Linked DNA regions of Mus musculus: regions 2, 3 and 4 are each linked to region 1. The links are chromatin contacts, called in public HiChIP or PLAC-seq maps. All regions are on one chromosome and are shown on one strand. Each heading gives the region's core, a stretch centred on a gene start, on an enhancer-like site or on the middle of the called end of the contact. The rest is flanking DNA. Distances are from core to core; before and after follow the strand shown.

What was found. HiChIP or PLAC-seq counts read pairs in DNA pulled down with a chosen protein or histone mark.
Region 2: an H3K4me3 HiChIP or PLAC-seq map of forebrain shows a contact between it and region 1, with 5 times the contacts expected there. The contact joins two enhancer-like sites. A contact is called at or near these places in 2 of 15 datasets of contacts at CTCF or cohesin (the NIH/3T3 cell line and large pre-B cells), 11 of 484 Hi-C or Micro-C datasets (the HL-1 cell line, bone marrow-derived macrophages, embryonic stem cells and 2 more) and 16 of 115 datasets of contacts at active chromatin or transcription factors (CD8 T cells, the NIH/3T3 cell line, T-cell acute lymphoblastic leukemia and 9 more).
Region 3: an H3K4me3 HiChIP or PLAC-seq map of stem cell-derived neural progenitor cells shows a contact between it and region 1, with 19 read pairs. The contact joins two enhancer-like sites. A contact is called at or near these places in 3 of 15 datasets of contacts at CTCF or cohesin (the NIH/3T3 cell line, large pre-B cells and pro-B cells), 4 of 484 Hi-C or Micro-C datasets (B cells, the G1E-ER4 cell line and myeloid progenitors) and 10 of 115 datasets of contacts at active chromatin or transcription factors (bone marrow-derived macrophages, embryonic basal ganglia, embryonic forebrain and 6 more).
Region 4: a contact with region 1 is called in an H3K4me3 HiChIP or PLAC-seq map of bone marrow-derived macrophages, with 5 times the contacts expected there. The contact joins two enhancer-like sites. A contact is called at or near these places in 4 of 15 datasets of contacts at CTCF or cohesin (CD8 T cells, the NIH/3T3 cell line, large pre-B cells and 1 more), 12 of 484 Hi-C or Micro-C datasets (the F1.1 cell line, bone marrow-derived macrophages, cardiomyocytes and 7 more), 23 of 115 datasets of contacts at active chromatin or transcription factors (the 230-238 cell line, the NIH/3T3 cell line, acute myeloid leukemia and 15 more) and 1 of 9 other capture datasets (embryonic stem cells).

Annotation. Positions count from the first base shown.
Region 1 is chr12:82,469,279-82,472,774 of GRCm38.p6, forward strand. No RefSeq gene overlaps it. Among named protein-coding and RNA genes, the nearest start is that of Gm30966, 5.7 kb to the right of the region's middle. Within about 2 kb of position 1,528, at least 295 of the 459 cell types and tissues checked have an H3K27ac peak or open chromatin away from gene starts, as enhancers often do. A contact at or near this core is called in the NIH/3T3 cell line, bone marrow-derived macrophages and forebrain, where this site is marked.
Region 2 is chr12:82,102,833-82,106,212 of GRCm38.p6, forward strand. The region is part of intron 6 of Gm30799 (a long non-coding RNA gene); the gene reads left to right. Among named protein-coding and RNA genes, the nearest start is that of Gm30799, 35 kb to the left of the region's middle. Within about 2 kb of position 1,614, at least 57 of the 459 cell types and tissues checked have an H3K27ac peak or open chromatin away from gene starts, as enhancers often do. A contact at or near this core is called in forebrain, where this site is marked.
Region 3 is chr12:82,138,014-82,141,315 of GRCm38.p6, forward strand. No RefSeq gene overlaps it. Among named protein-coding and RNA genes, the nearest start is that of Gm30799, 70 kb to the left of the region's middle. Within about 2 kb of position 1,433, at least 36 of the 459 cell types and tissues checked have an H3K27ac peak or open chromatin away from gene starts, as enhancers often do. A contact at or near this core is called in the NIH/3T3 cell line, where this site is marked.
Region 4 is chr12:81,990,868-81,993,976 of GRCm38.p6, forward strand. It overlaps Pcnx (pecanex homolog), which reads left to right. Exons shown (of 36, transcript NM_018814.3): 32 at 907-1,181; 33 at 2,160-2,365. Among named protein-coding and RNA genes, the nearest start is that of Gm30799, 77 kb to the right of the region's middle. Within about 2 kb of position 1,409, at least 12 of the 459 cell types and tissues checked have an H3K27ac peak or open chromatin away from gene starts, as enhancers often do. A contact at or near this core is called in bone marrow-derived macrophages, where this site is marked.

The DNA.
Region 1 (3,496 bases), core at 278-2,777:
CTGTGGCCACCCAATAGACTATCCCCGTTGTTTTCAAATTGGATGCCGCAGCTCTGGGAGTGTCAGCTGGTTCTGAGGCTTTAGTCCAGACTATACATTTCTTCAAGGTTGTGCCTGCCCCCTCACACCATTTATTTTCCCCATTCCTTTAGTCCAGGCTTTGTTGGGAGGGACAAGGCAGAGACAGACCTGGAATCCCTTGATGAACATTATCCAGGGTGGGTCTCTCCACCTCAGCAAGCTGCTGAGATCTCTAGCATCCCGTTAAACCTGGGGCAGAGACTCTGTGATGCTCTGAGAGTGAATGTGCAGTATTCGTGGGACCCATAGCAGTTCCTCTGTGTGGGCTGAACCAGCAAAGGACGGTAACTCACGGGCTTCACTGAGGCATGAGTTGGGGTCACCCTCTTTCCTTTGGTGGGTGGGTGGAGAAGAAAGAGTCAATTAGATTTACTTAAATGACTCCCCTCTACACCAGCCAAAACCAAAATCAAGGTCTCTTTAGATAGCTCACTAAAGAGGTGAGTAGCCTCATTACCAAAACCTGCTGCTCAGAGACTTCCGCTCCCAGCGGAATTCCCCCCCCCCCACCCCATGCTCTTCTGACAGTTTTACAGTTCAAAGTTCAGAAGGAGGAGGGAGAGAAGTTTCATAGGAGGAAAGATCTCTACAAAATTAGAAACGAAGTTCATGTCCCCAGCTTCCAGGCTGCTTGTCAGGAACACAAAAGGTGGCATGTGATAGCGATGTAGGTTGTGAGTTTAGGAGAAAATCACAGAGGGGCCAAGGAGAGAAGATGCCATGGGTATGTGTGTAGCCATTCACTTTAGTACTGAACTTTCCGGAGCCAGAACGTCCCCCAGCACCAACTTGCACCCGTGCAGGCTTAACAGCATGCTGTGAGCGTCCTCTGCTGTCTGTGTTTGGGCCGGCATCCAAGCCAGTTGGGCTGTTTCCTTAATGGCTACAAGCAGGCGTCTCTCCCGCTTTCAGTTTCAAGAAGTACCATAGCCCCATCAGAGTCTGCGCTAAGGAGTGGGACTGGCCAAACTGACCCCTTCAGTACTGCATCTTTTTTAAAAAAAAATATTTTTTTTGGTGGTGGAAACTCTAGAGGGCGGAGAAAAAAGAGGTCTTGCTGTGTGAACCGGGGAGGAGGGAAGGGAGTCGTGGCGGGGAGGGAGTGGGGGTGGGGGTGGGGGTGATAGGTTATTTCTGCTCCAGGGCAAGAAGGAAAGAATCTCTGTGGAGATTCCTCCCCCCACCCCCACCCCCCGGAAGGCACTTCCAGCTTTTGTAAACCTCAACATCACTGCGGAGGGAAGCCGTTGGAAAGCTGCCCCTGGGAATTATGGGGCAGGGAAGTCAGAAAGCATAGAGTGATCTTAGATAGACTGCTAGGCTTTGAGGTGCAGAAACACATACTACCCCTTCCTTTAAAGGCGGTCCAGCGGCATCAAACGCTGATGTCGATGAAGCCGCTGATGCGGTTCTCCATGATTGGAGGAAAGCAGGGGTGACGTCAGCGCATGCTTGTAATTCCCGCACTCAGGCTGCAACAGGAGGGATCTGGTTAAGGCTGTGTTCAGCCTGGGCTACAGAGGAGGAGATCTTGTTTAAAACGCAAGACAAATCAAACAAGAAAAACCAACGAGGGGGAGAGAAAAGGGTCAGGCATCAGGATTCATTACATGTATGTAGTAGATCTAAAGTGGAAATTTCTGGTTTCTTTGAAGACTTGGGTTATAATGTTTTGCTGGGACAATCAGGGGAAAGGATGTCTTGCTAAAGCAGACACGTGAGAGAATGTTTTGATGAAGGAGACACAGGTGAGAGGATGTTTTGCTATAGCAAACAGGTGAAAGGATGCCCAATGTTTAGAAAGAATATAAATATGGCCCCACAGAGAGTGGGAGCGCCAGCTGCTTTGCCTCCACTGCCTTGCAAGCCTTCGCTGATGACACGCATAGATTGGTTCACCTTCCATTGCATTGCTGAAGTTCGCTTGTAGTGACCTCATAGAGAGAAACCCACCAAAATAACTTCTTGTGAGAGTCCTGCGACTTCTGGTCACTGGACTTGGCCGATTGGCAAACCTCACCTTATCCCCTGGAGTGAACTGCCTTTGCTGTTCCCGGTGTGTTGCCTGCCAACTGGACTGGACTGCAGTTGCTGATTTATGTTTGGTGTTTGCTAGTTGACAGAAAACAATGAAGATGGGAATCGCCCCCAAAGAACTATTTCTAAAGAGGTCCACTTCACCCCTATCCTAATAACCTTTCTTTTCCACTACCTCTGCTAGAGGGGAAGTCGAACTCTTATTAAAGTAGGTTGTGAAAAATATATGCCTACATAGATCCTTGCTATAATGAATAAAATGGGCATAAGAAATGTCTCGTTGTTTCCCTCCCTTCATGCTCCAGACCCAGCCTAGTGTGGCTAAGCTGAAAGGAGAGTCCAATTTCGGTAGCTACCCAAATGGTCTCCTGCCCTCCTGCTCCGACATAGGAGCTGGGGGGTCTGAAAGGAGATGCCCAGCCTGAAGTCCCCTGCTCACTTATTAGATGTTCAAGGGTCACCTCCCCAGCCCCCCAAGTGCTGTGACCATTGTAGGAACCTGAAAAGGTCTGTCTCCCTTCTGAGCTTGGGCCATTCTCATACCTTCTTATTTCTCCATGCCTGGCCTAGCACAGGCTCATGGAGGCCACTCAGCCTGGGCAGGAGGGACACCACTCTTTACAGCGCCTACCCAAGGATCACCCATGGGCATAAGGTGTGAAAGGAGACACCAGGTGTCTCTGAAACCCAGGGCACATTCCCAGTGTCCACATAGCATCTCTTGTTACTCTGAACTGATAACCTGTCCACTGCCGCCCGCCAGGCTTTGCAGTAATGCTGCTGTTTTCTGTTTTTACAAAGAAAGAGGCCATGACAGTGGCTTCATAGATTAAGAGCTGTGAGCTGCCTACATTGGAGACAGACATCACTAATGTAAGAAGGGTTTGAGTGTTCGGTGTGAGTGCCCATGGCTGAGATGAGACAAATTAACTTATCAAGTACCACTCAGCATCCAAGCACTGGCTCTGTGCAGAATGGAGTTACTTCCCAGTCATGCTAAATGACACTGGCTAGCGTGCTTCCTCCCCAATTCATGGTTCTGATTCTGTGATGTGCACAGCAGTTATAGACAGCAGCTGAGGGACGTTTCTGAAATTCTGAGTAATTCAGATTCTTCTGTGTATATATGTAAAAGTCTAGATCCTCAACCTTCCTAACACCGCACCCCTTTAATACAGCACAGTTCCTCAGGATATGGTGACCCAGATCGTGAAATTACTTTTGTTGCTACTCTATAACTGTAATTTTCCTACGGTTATGAATGGTAATATAAATAGCTGACATGTGGATGGTCTTAGATGGCCCCTCTAAAAGGGTCCTTCGGCTTAGAGGGGTCGCGGCTCACAGGTTAAGAACGACTGCTCTGTAGTGCTTAAAG
Region 2 (3,380 bases), core at 364-2,863, 370 kb before region 1:
AGAGCCACGGATCCTAACCCCTTTAGTCTACTCATAGATCTTTCCTGAGCCCCGACTCTGTAACTCATAGGCACCCCTGCCTGAGAAAAGATGGCTGCCATGGAATGGCACCTCCCACTGTCTTCTCATGAACTCCTGGTGTTCTCCTCACCACCCCAAGGCGCCTGATCTGGTTGAAGGTGACATGAAGGTGACATGGTGACACAGAATGTGAATGGCTGAAGGCTAGAAATCTGAGCTGTCTGGGAACCCCCTCACCTCTCGTGTTTCTAAAATGACTTCGGAATTAGGGTGCAGGCATGCAAAGCCCAAGGGAACGCCATCATTTTCGAGGAGGCCAGCTGTCCCCAGATCCAGGCCAAGAAATCCTAGGATCTGATGGCCCACACTCAGCTATGTGGCCAAACCGCTTCACGTCTGTGCTTCAGAAGTGACTGGGTAGTTCCATTGCTGGTCTTAAAGGAAGGGCCTCTGACTTTTCCCAGAGATGATGGAGTTCTTGGTCCTACCTCCTTCTTGTCTGCTTAGGAATCTTTCTCGGCTCCCTTAGGTGCCTAAACTCCAGTTCACACGAGTGGGACATTTCTACATAATTTCCTTACATACAGTTGTTTCAGGGGGTTCCCAACCCACAGAGTCTCTTTCTGTGTCTCTCTGTGTCTCTCTGTCTCTCTCTCTCTGTCTCTCTGTCTCTCTCCCTCTCCCTCTGTTGCATTTTCTACCTGGTGTGGAGTGAAAGCAAAGCCAAGTTCTCTCTGAAGCCCAAACTAAGGGACTTGGTCCAAGTTCTTCACAGAACATTCTCAGCCAGCCTTGGTGGGAGCACATTTGTAATTTTAGTTCCTGAGGAGGCTGAGGCAGGAAGACAGCAAATCCACCGGTTATGTAGCAAGTTTGAAAGGCCTGGGCAACTTAGTGAGACCTTAAATAAAATAAAAACATAAATAAAATTATATAACCCATTAAAATGTTATTTATTATTATTATTGGGAGCGGTCATGTGCGCGCACACACACACTGGTATGTGCATGCTACGTATGGTGTGCCTGGGAGAATGGGGGCACTCCTTTGAGCAGTTGGTTCTCTCCTTCCACTTAGGATCTAGGACGGAAACTCAGCTCTCTAGGCTTATGTGGCTCCTGCTTTTACCCACTGAACCATCCCACAAACCTTAAGATAAACCTATTAAAGGGCCAGGTATACCTAACTCAGTGAGACAGTCCTTTGCCAGCATGCTCTGGGTCAATACCTAGTGATATGCCTACACAGAGTGTATCAAGATTCTCCAACACTGGGGTCACCCTTTCCAGCCTAGCCCTGTGGACTCAGGCTAAGCCTCCGTCCATCCTTATACCTGGTGCCTGGAATGTTCAGTGATAGTTTTAAGAGCATTAAAACTGCATGCCTGCTCCTGCCCGCCTTACCCACCCATCAGTCTAGAAGCCGTATCCGTTCCCCTCCTCCTGGTTGTGGTTCACATCTCCATCCTGCTGCTGTTCTCGCACATGCTCAGAACAGCTGATGATCTGATTTGTGTTTTCCAGATCTGTTGCCTCGCCCGCATCCCCAGGCTGGCAGATATTTTAAGCACATGAATCAGGGTATCTGGCATGGCTTCCTCTGCAGCAGAGCTCCGGCTGCAGGCATAATGAAGTTGGGAGGGGGAACAGTTCAACTTATCAGGGAGGAGCTTTGCGTTGGTAACTAGTCTGCCTGGCAACAGCACAGGCAAAGAAAGATACCGGGCCCCTTAGTATCAGAGTCAAAGCGTGCACCCCCAAAGATCAGCATCTTTATACAGTTTCCCTTTGCTGCGGGGGAGGGGGAGAGTATGCTCCTTTTTAAAAAAAAGGAAGATAAATTTTGTCTGTGCATGTTCCAAACGATCGATGTTCCCTACCAAGCCACAAGATAGGGAGATGTGATGGGCAGCAATGTCATCGGTCCGTGGCGATCCATGGGTCATAAGAACTCCATTTCTGAAGTAAAATGGGTGGCTGGAAAAGAATTGGCACCAGGCAGTGACCTCCATGATTCTGTGTGGGCATCTTGTTTGCAGAATGGGGCTGGAGACAGGAGAGAAGCTAGCATTCTTTTCCATTTCTAGTCTCCTGAGCATGCACGCATGCCTGATACCGGTCTATTTCATGAGGAATTCATGCAGAATGAGGGGCAAAGCAGATAAAGGATGGCATGGACTTCCCAGTACTTGGGGTGACTTCAAGACCTCTCAATGTATAGGACGGACAGTGACTGACACAGTCGAAGCGGAACCAGGGTGTGTTGGATACGACTTGGCCCTGGCTCTGTTGATACTGGAGGCATCCTGAAATTGTCTCTCCTTTCCCCTTCCCAGTTTCCTTTCCACCATGTGGAGAATGAGCCAATGATTCCACAGAAGTCTTCCCAGGTCTGGCATTCTAGAATTCCAAAGTCAAAGATAGTTTTACCATTCTGAAGCAGAACGTTTAAAATGTTCCTGTAAATGTTTATAAATCAGACACCTGAATCGTTAGCTTCTCCCTTCTCATCTCAGTGTGCATACAAGCCTTCAGGCTTCAGTGTCTCCGAGCATACACAGGCCATGGGATCTGGGATGCATTTACATTTTTAGCATCAGTGTAATTCTATTTGGCTTCGAGCCACAGGAAGTTCAAGCCTGATTCAATTAAAAGTTTTATAAAATGAGATTTTAAAAATGAAAGACAACGCATTGCATATGCGAACCCATTGTACTTTATATTGGTATCCAGTCAGGCACATTAGGGGCGACTTGTGCTCAGGCCAAGAATCTGTTAACAATCCACAGAGTCGAATATTTTACTGTCTTATTTGGAAGCATGGAATTTAGGAGCTGGCAGGGGCTTAGAAGGTAGGCAGGCATGGCCTGTCCAACAAGGGCGAGAGGACTTTGAGTTCGGCTCCTCCTGATGCAGTCTTCACGGTATGGGCCGGAAAGGCAAGCAGATGAAAAGCCATCTGTTAAACCTGGTGACGAGAAGGCCGTCAACCACATAAAACAGAATTGGATTCAGTCTGCTTCTCTTTCCGTGGAAAGCTTCCAGAGCAGGGGCGAAATTCCTGCAAGTCAGTGAAGGGGTGGAGACAACAGGGCAGATGACAGGCAGAGGGAGAAACAGCCCAGGTAGCAGCTGCAGCTGGGTTTTCCCCGTCCAGCCCACACTGCAGAGAGGCAATCCTCCTTGGGAACAGAATGGAAGACAACTCAAGACTCAGAAGGGAACTTTGAGCCACTGTAAACGGAGAAACCAAAGAGCCTCAGTAATTGGTCAAAACTCCAGGTCTGGGTAGACAGGCATATGTCGGTGGAGCCTTGAAGAGAAACTCAGACAAAACCCATGGGGACAAAGATCCCGAGA
Region 3 (3,302 bases), core at 183-2,682, 330 kb before region 1:
GCATGACCAGGCCTAAGAGAGAAGACATTCTATGCTGGAGAGAAACTCTATGGTCTCCCTCCTACAGATCTTGCCTTGATGACTAAAGGGAAGCTATTATAACTCGAGAAGTCTTTTCTTTCTGTAACATTTTATTGACATCAAGGAATTTGGCTGTGATCAATATTCTCAGTTCTAGGCAATACTCATTCTTCACTCCTATAACAATAAGTCCTATAACTCTGTAACTCAAGCCCAGCGACAGAAGGTTTCTGGGAACCAATTAAGGAGATGAGAGTACATCTGTGGAGCATTTGACAATAGTTCCTGTTACCCATTGCAATTGACTGGAATGATATTCATTACAGTTCAGTCATAGCTACTTTTAGATTTAGACAATTCACTCTCTGTGCTCTTGGTTACCGCCTACATCTAATAAAAGGTCCTTAGCAATTTGGTTTTAAGTTTTTCCTTCTGAAAAATGTTCTCTTCTATACCAAGAAGCATAATGTAGATCGACCACAGTTGCACGTTCAGTCATTCTATGATTTATTGAGCAATTACTATACTTCAGATCATGTGTTAGGCATTGAGGATCCAAAAATCAGAAAGTTTTCTATGTTCCTTTTAACTATCATTCAGTGGTGTACACTAAACATACAGATCTAGCATATGCTGATCATTATAATCCTATGACCTTATGACTTCACATATCATAAAGCACTAATCGAATTTCACAAACTACCCTCCTTTTTGTTTTCTTTTTAAAAAGACTTACTTGTTTTTATTTATTAATTAATTTATTTATTTTGTTTTTTTCTGAGACAGAGTTTCTCTGTATAGCCCTGGCTGTCCTGGAGCTCACTATGTAGACCAGGCTGGCCTCAAACTCAGAAATCCGCTTGCCTCTGCCTCCCGAGTGCTGGGATTAAAGGCGTGTGCCACCACGCCTGGCTCTTTTTTTTTTTTTTTTCCCCTGCAGGGACATCTGTGCATCCATGCAGGAAGTACCTTGGAAGGCCAGAAGAGAGTATCAGATATACTGGCACTGGAGTTACAGATAGTTGTAAGCTGTCATGTGGGTGCTAGGAACCAAACATGGGTCCTCTGCAAGAGCTACAAGGGCTCTTCAGTGCTGAGCCATCTCTCCGGCCTCACAACACACTCTTAATAGCATCCATGTATGAGCTGGGCCCTACACTGTCGCTAAGGCGAGAAGTAGATCATTTTCTCTGGGCGGTGTTTCATCCTGAGCCTCACGGGCCGTTAAGCCAACAAGACAAATCTCCTTCAAAGACAGCAGCACCAAGTTTGCAAGCTTGGACTTCTTTTCTTTTAACTTGGTCTACCCACAGGAAGCAGCAGCTGTCGTAAGAAGAATAAAGTAATAGAGCCAAACGTTCTATTTGACCGGCAGCTGCATAAAGTTAGGTCGAGGCTCTGCGGACCCCAAGGAGGAAGTGACTAAGGCACGAAGTCAGAGTTCTGAAGTGTTCCACACAGCAGGCCTCTTCAAACCCAGGCTCCACACTGGGCCGAATCACTGAATCTCTTCCAACTGCACTGCCGAGCAAACACAGAAATTTTATGTATCTCAAGGTAGATGGTTGAAAATGCTTTTCGTTCCTCACCCCTGTGTGCAAGGCTTTGTCAATGACCTGCTGAGTCATATTTGGCAAGTTCAGAGTCTCTCTTGTTCCCCTGGGAAAAAATATGGGTTGTGCAAGGCTTGAAGACATTTTACTTGCAAAAGCCATGTAGGCATATGAATACAATAAAAAACTATGTAGTCATATGAATACAGAGGGCATTTATATATACACATAATTCAATTTTAAAATTCTTTAAATTTCTAAACTTTAATTATCATTGTGTAAGTGATGTGGAATGGAGCACACATGCCACCATGCATGTATGGAAGGCAGAGGGGAAATACCTCCGGATTGCCTCAGCCCGCCGGTCGCTCCAGCAATGTCAAGGAGACCTTTTTAACTATTATGAAAGCTTGGCTGTAGCTTGGCAGACTCTCAACTAGCTCATCTAAGTAAATCTTACCATTTCCTCGTTCTTGCATGCGGTTTGTTACCTACCACTCCTCAGTACCAGCACCTATTCCTTCCTCTGAGTCTGGCTGGTGATCTTCTTTTCCAGAGAAAAGGGCTGGTGAAGGCTCTTTCCCAGAGTTCCTCTCTGTGCCTGGATGTCCCGCCTTTCTCCTTCTGCCTTGCTATAGGCCGTTCAGCTCTTCCTTAAGCCAATAAGAGGGTGATGAAGAAGATATTTACAGAACACTGAGACAGGCGATACCTCACATACAGTGCACGTGAGATTTTCCCAACAGGAAACTTTGTAAGATTGGTTCTCTCCTTCCATTTTTATGAAGGCTTTAGATGTTGTTGAAGTCAGGTAGCTAGGACTACTCCACCAAGAGCCTTTACTGGCTAAGCCATCCCACCAATCCAAAAACATTCTTTCCTTTAAAATAATTCAGTTTTAAGTTTTCATTTTTACTAATTTGTGTGCATGTGTTTATGTACATGTGTGTGCAGTGCCCACAGAGCACACAAAATACTTTGTTGCTAGGAACTGAATTCTAACTCTGTGAAAGAATGGTAAGTACTCGTAACCATTGATTCATCTCTGCAGTCTCCCAGAATATATTTTTATTGGAGGTTTGTGGGGTCCAGTGGTGGACACCTTTAATCCTAACACACAGGAGGGAGAGGCAGGAATATCTCTGTGACTTCAAGACCATCCTGATCTACATAGTGTGTTCTAATTCAGTCAGGGCTATATAATGAGACCCACTTTTTAAAAATTCAATCTGGGGGTGGCTAACACGTTGGCTCAGTGGCTAGAAGCACTTGATACTCTTGTAGCAGGCAAGGGTTCAAGTTTCAAAACCCATATGACAGTTCACAAGTGTCTGAAATTCCACTCCCAGAGAATGTGATGTTCTCTTCTGGCCTCCAAAGGTACTGCATGCACATGGGGCATATACCCACACAGAGGCAAAATGTACACATAAAATCAATCAATAAAAAACATTTTGTTATAACTTGTTCTTCACTAGCACAAAAAGCTCTTGGAAAAGGATTATTTACACCATTCTAATACCTACCATGGAAGTTATAACAAGGCTGTCTATTCTCCCCCACCCCCCGAGAATTCTTGCTCACAGTAGGAAGTGCACATGTGGGGCCAAGCATCCTGGCAGCATCGTGAAGTCTCAGGAGTGCATTTGGACTTTTAGGGGGTAGGGGGGATGCGAATTTATATCCTTCACCAGATTGTTAAAGGTATGTGCCAACAGAAATACCAGG
Region 4 (3,109 bases), core at 159-2,658, 480 kb before region 1:
GTTGAAATTGAGCAGCTGTGCATTCCTCGTTCATGAACTTGCTTGCTTAGCGTTAGATCCCTCTGCACCGTGAGGTTTCCTTAGGTGCTGTAGAGCGTTTGTTTAGCTTATTTCAGTGTTGGTGGCCTTCTGTCCATGCACATGAAATGTGGACAGTGTCCCTCTAAAAGCCAGCGTTCTGTTGTTTATGAGGCGCTCGCTCTCCTCCATTAATAAAATAACAAAGTGTGTGCTTCATTGTGACTCAAAGCTAACTGTAAATGGTTTGTTCTTAGATTCTCCCTTACTCTAACACATTCTGCACATGTAAGTGTTCATATATGTGTGCATATGTGTGTGTGTTTTTAGGGGGTTAGAAAGATGAGTTTTTGAAATGTATAGTTTATTAGTGATTCACTTTTCTCTTTAAGCACTTATTGTGAGTGTGTATGAATGTGTGTGCATATGCCGTGTGCAGCATTTATGTGGAAGCCAAAGAACAGCTTTCAGATTGCTTCTCTCCTACCACACCAAGTGGGTCCCGAGGATCATACACAAGTTGCCAGGTTTGGCATTTGGTAAAGATGACCTTTACCACTGAGCCATCTTGTCAGCCGCCTATCTTGATCTAATCATTTAATCAGCCCCAAAATATCAGACATCATCTGGACTTGAAATGTGTGCTGCCTGTCCTTCCATCAGAACTGTCTAGTTCACTCGATTGACAAAGTAAGGGACTGCATGTGACTTGGTGTCTTTAGGAGGTGGAGTAAGGGAGAGCAGGCTATTTGCTCTCCATGAGGACCTTCTGTTAGCTCCTTTCAAAGGTCGCCTTGTAGTCCCAGCCTTTCAGTTGATCACCACGCTGTCACCCGTTTCTACACTTTTGTTCCTTGACCTCTGTCTTTGCCCTTTCCTGCCCCACAGGTGAACAAGGAATGTGTCCGAGGGCTCTGGGCAGGACAGCAACAGGAGCTCGTTTTTCTCCGGAACCGGAACCCAGAGAGAGGCAGCATCCAGAATGCCAAGCAGGCACTGCGAAACATGATAAACTCGTCTTGTGATCAGCCTATTGGCTACCCGATCTTCGTGTCGCCCCTCACAACGTCTTACTCTGACAGCCATGACCAACTCAAAGAAATTCTTGGGGGACCAATCAGCTTGGGAAACATCCGGAACTTCATAGTGTCCACCTGGCACAGGTAGTGGGGTTGTATCGTTCAGGAGTGGTGTGCCCGGGGCCTGGGCGGCTCACCTGGGAAACTTGTAGAGAAAGTGCAGGTGCAGGAGCACTGTGCACACCTACTCTGCCTGAGCACTGGAGGGTAGAAATCAGCTCTTCATCTCCAGAAGCTAGCATCTGGCTTTGGCTGACCGTGGTGAATCTGATGTATCTGTGGCAACATCAGCAGAGCTGCACACCCGCTTTGCTCCTTTGCCTGAGTTTCATTTCCTCACCCTATAGCATTTGCCCTCTTCTGCATGTGGGTGACTTCCTCTGCTCCTGCGTTCCTTCCCAGCAGCAGGGAGCACTCCACACATCTGGTTGTGCCTCAAAGATTCTTTGTTGCCATTGCAACAGTCCAGCCATCCCTAGGTGCAAGTCTGTAGTGTGATAGGGTGTACACGCTGCATTTCCCTCTGTCTGGTGAAACCTAACGTGGGGTATAGAAGCATTATAGTTTGGTAGACAGTAAGGAGAATTTATAGATTATTATTCTCAAAGATTTTTTTATCCTTTGAGAATAGGTGGGGGGTTGTTTGTTTGCTTGTTTGGTTTTGGTTTTTGAGACAGGGTTTCTCTGTGATACTCTAGCTGTCCTGGAACTTGCTTTGTAGGCCAGGCTGACCTCAGCAAAACAACTGCCTCTGCCTCCTGAGTGCTGGGATTAAAGGTGCGTGCCACCACCAACCAGCCAAATAAATCATAATTCTACCTGAGGTCCAGACGGTGCAGCTGTGGTCTACACAGTTCTTAGGTGTGGTGTATGGACAAGCAGACGGACCTGTAGAGCTGGCAGAAGGGCTCGAGGCAGTGAGCAGGGCAGGGCTGTGCTTCTCAAGCCGTGGCCACAGGCTTGGCAAGGCAGACGCTGACAGTGCTGACCACTCAGAAGAGTAAAGGACTGATTTTGATGTGATGGCGAAGTAAGGCTTTCTGCTTTGCAATTCTTCCCCAGGCTAAGGAAAGGCTGTGGAGCTGGCTGTAACAGTGGTGGCAATATTGAAGATTCTGACACTGGAGGTGGGACTTCCTGTCCTGGTAACAGTGCAGTCACTGCCAGTGATCCCCACAACAATGTGTCCCAAGGAAGCACTGGACACCCGGGACAGGGAGCAGGATCCGGACTCCACCCGCCCACCACATCGTATCCTCCAACACTAGGTAACTGGAGACAAAATTCTGTGTAATGTCGACCCCTCAGCCATCAGGCCAGTACGTGTGTGTGTGTGTGTGTGTGTGTGTGTGTGTGTGTGTGTGTGTGTGTGAGAGAGAGAGAGAGAGAGAGAGAGAGAGAGAGCATGTGCATTCATGAGTGTGTCCATGCCTGTGTGTAAAGGCCTCTGTATGGTGTTGCTTGCTTACGCCCAGTAGTTGATTATACCACTGTAGAGATCTTGCACATGTTTGTGACACATACCTTTAATCCCAGCACTCAGGAGTCAGAGGTCAGTGGCTCTGGGATTGAAACCAGCCTGATTGATATAGTGAGTGCCAGGATAGCCAAGGCTACACAGAGAAACCCTGCCTCAAAAAGAAAAAACCCAAAACCCAAATATATATTACATTTTTAAGCGAATACTATTTAATTCTTGTATTTTATTTAACTTTTCTCCTGTAGTGCAGTGGGTTGGCGTCTTCTGACATTACAGTACTGTTTACACGAGAATCCTTATAATCACTTAGTACTTTCTTCGGCTGCTCCCGAAGAAATAGGCTCAGTGGGACAGACCTTGTAAGTCTCTTGATAGCTCACACGAAGAATCTACAACAAGTTTCTCTCAAGTGGGGACACTCTGCAGTCAGCTCTTCCTCCTGGGGGCTTCCTCATTAGCTCCTTCCACATCCAAGCAAGCTGCTCAACAGCCACTCACCTACCTACCTTCCTTCCTTCCTTCCTTCCTTCCT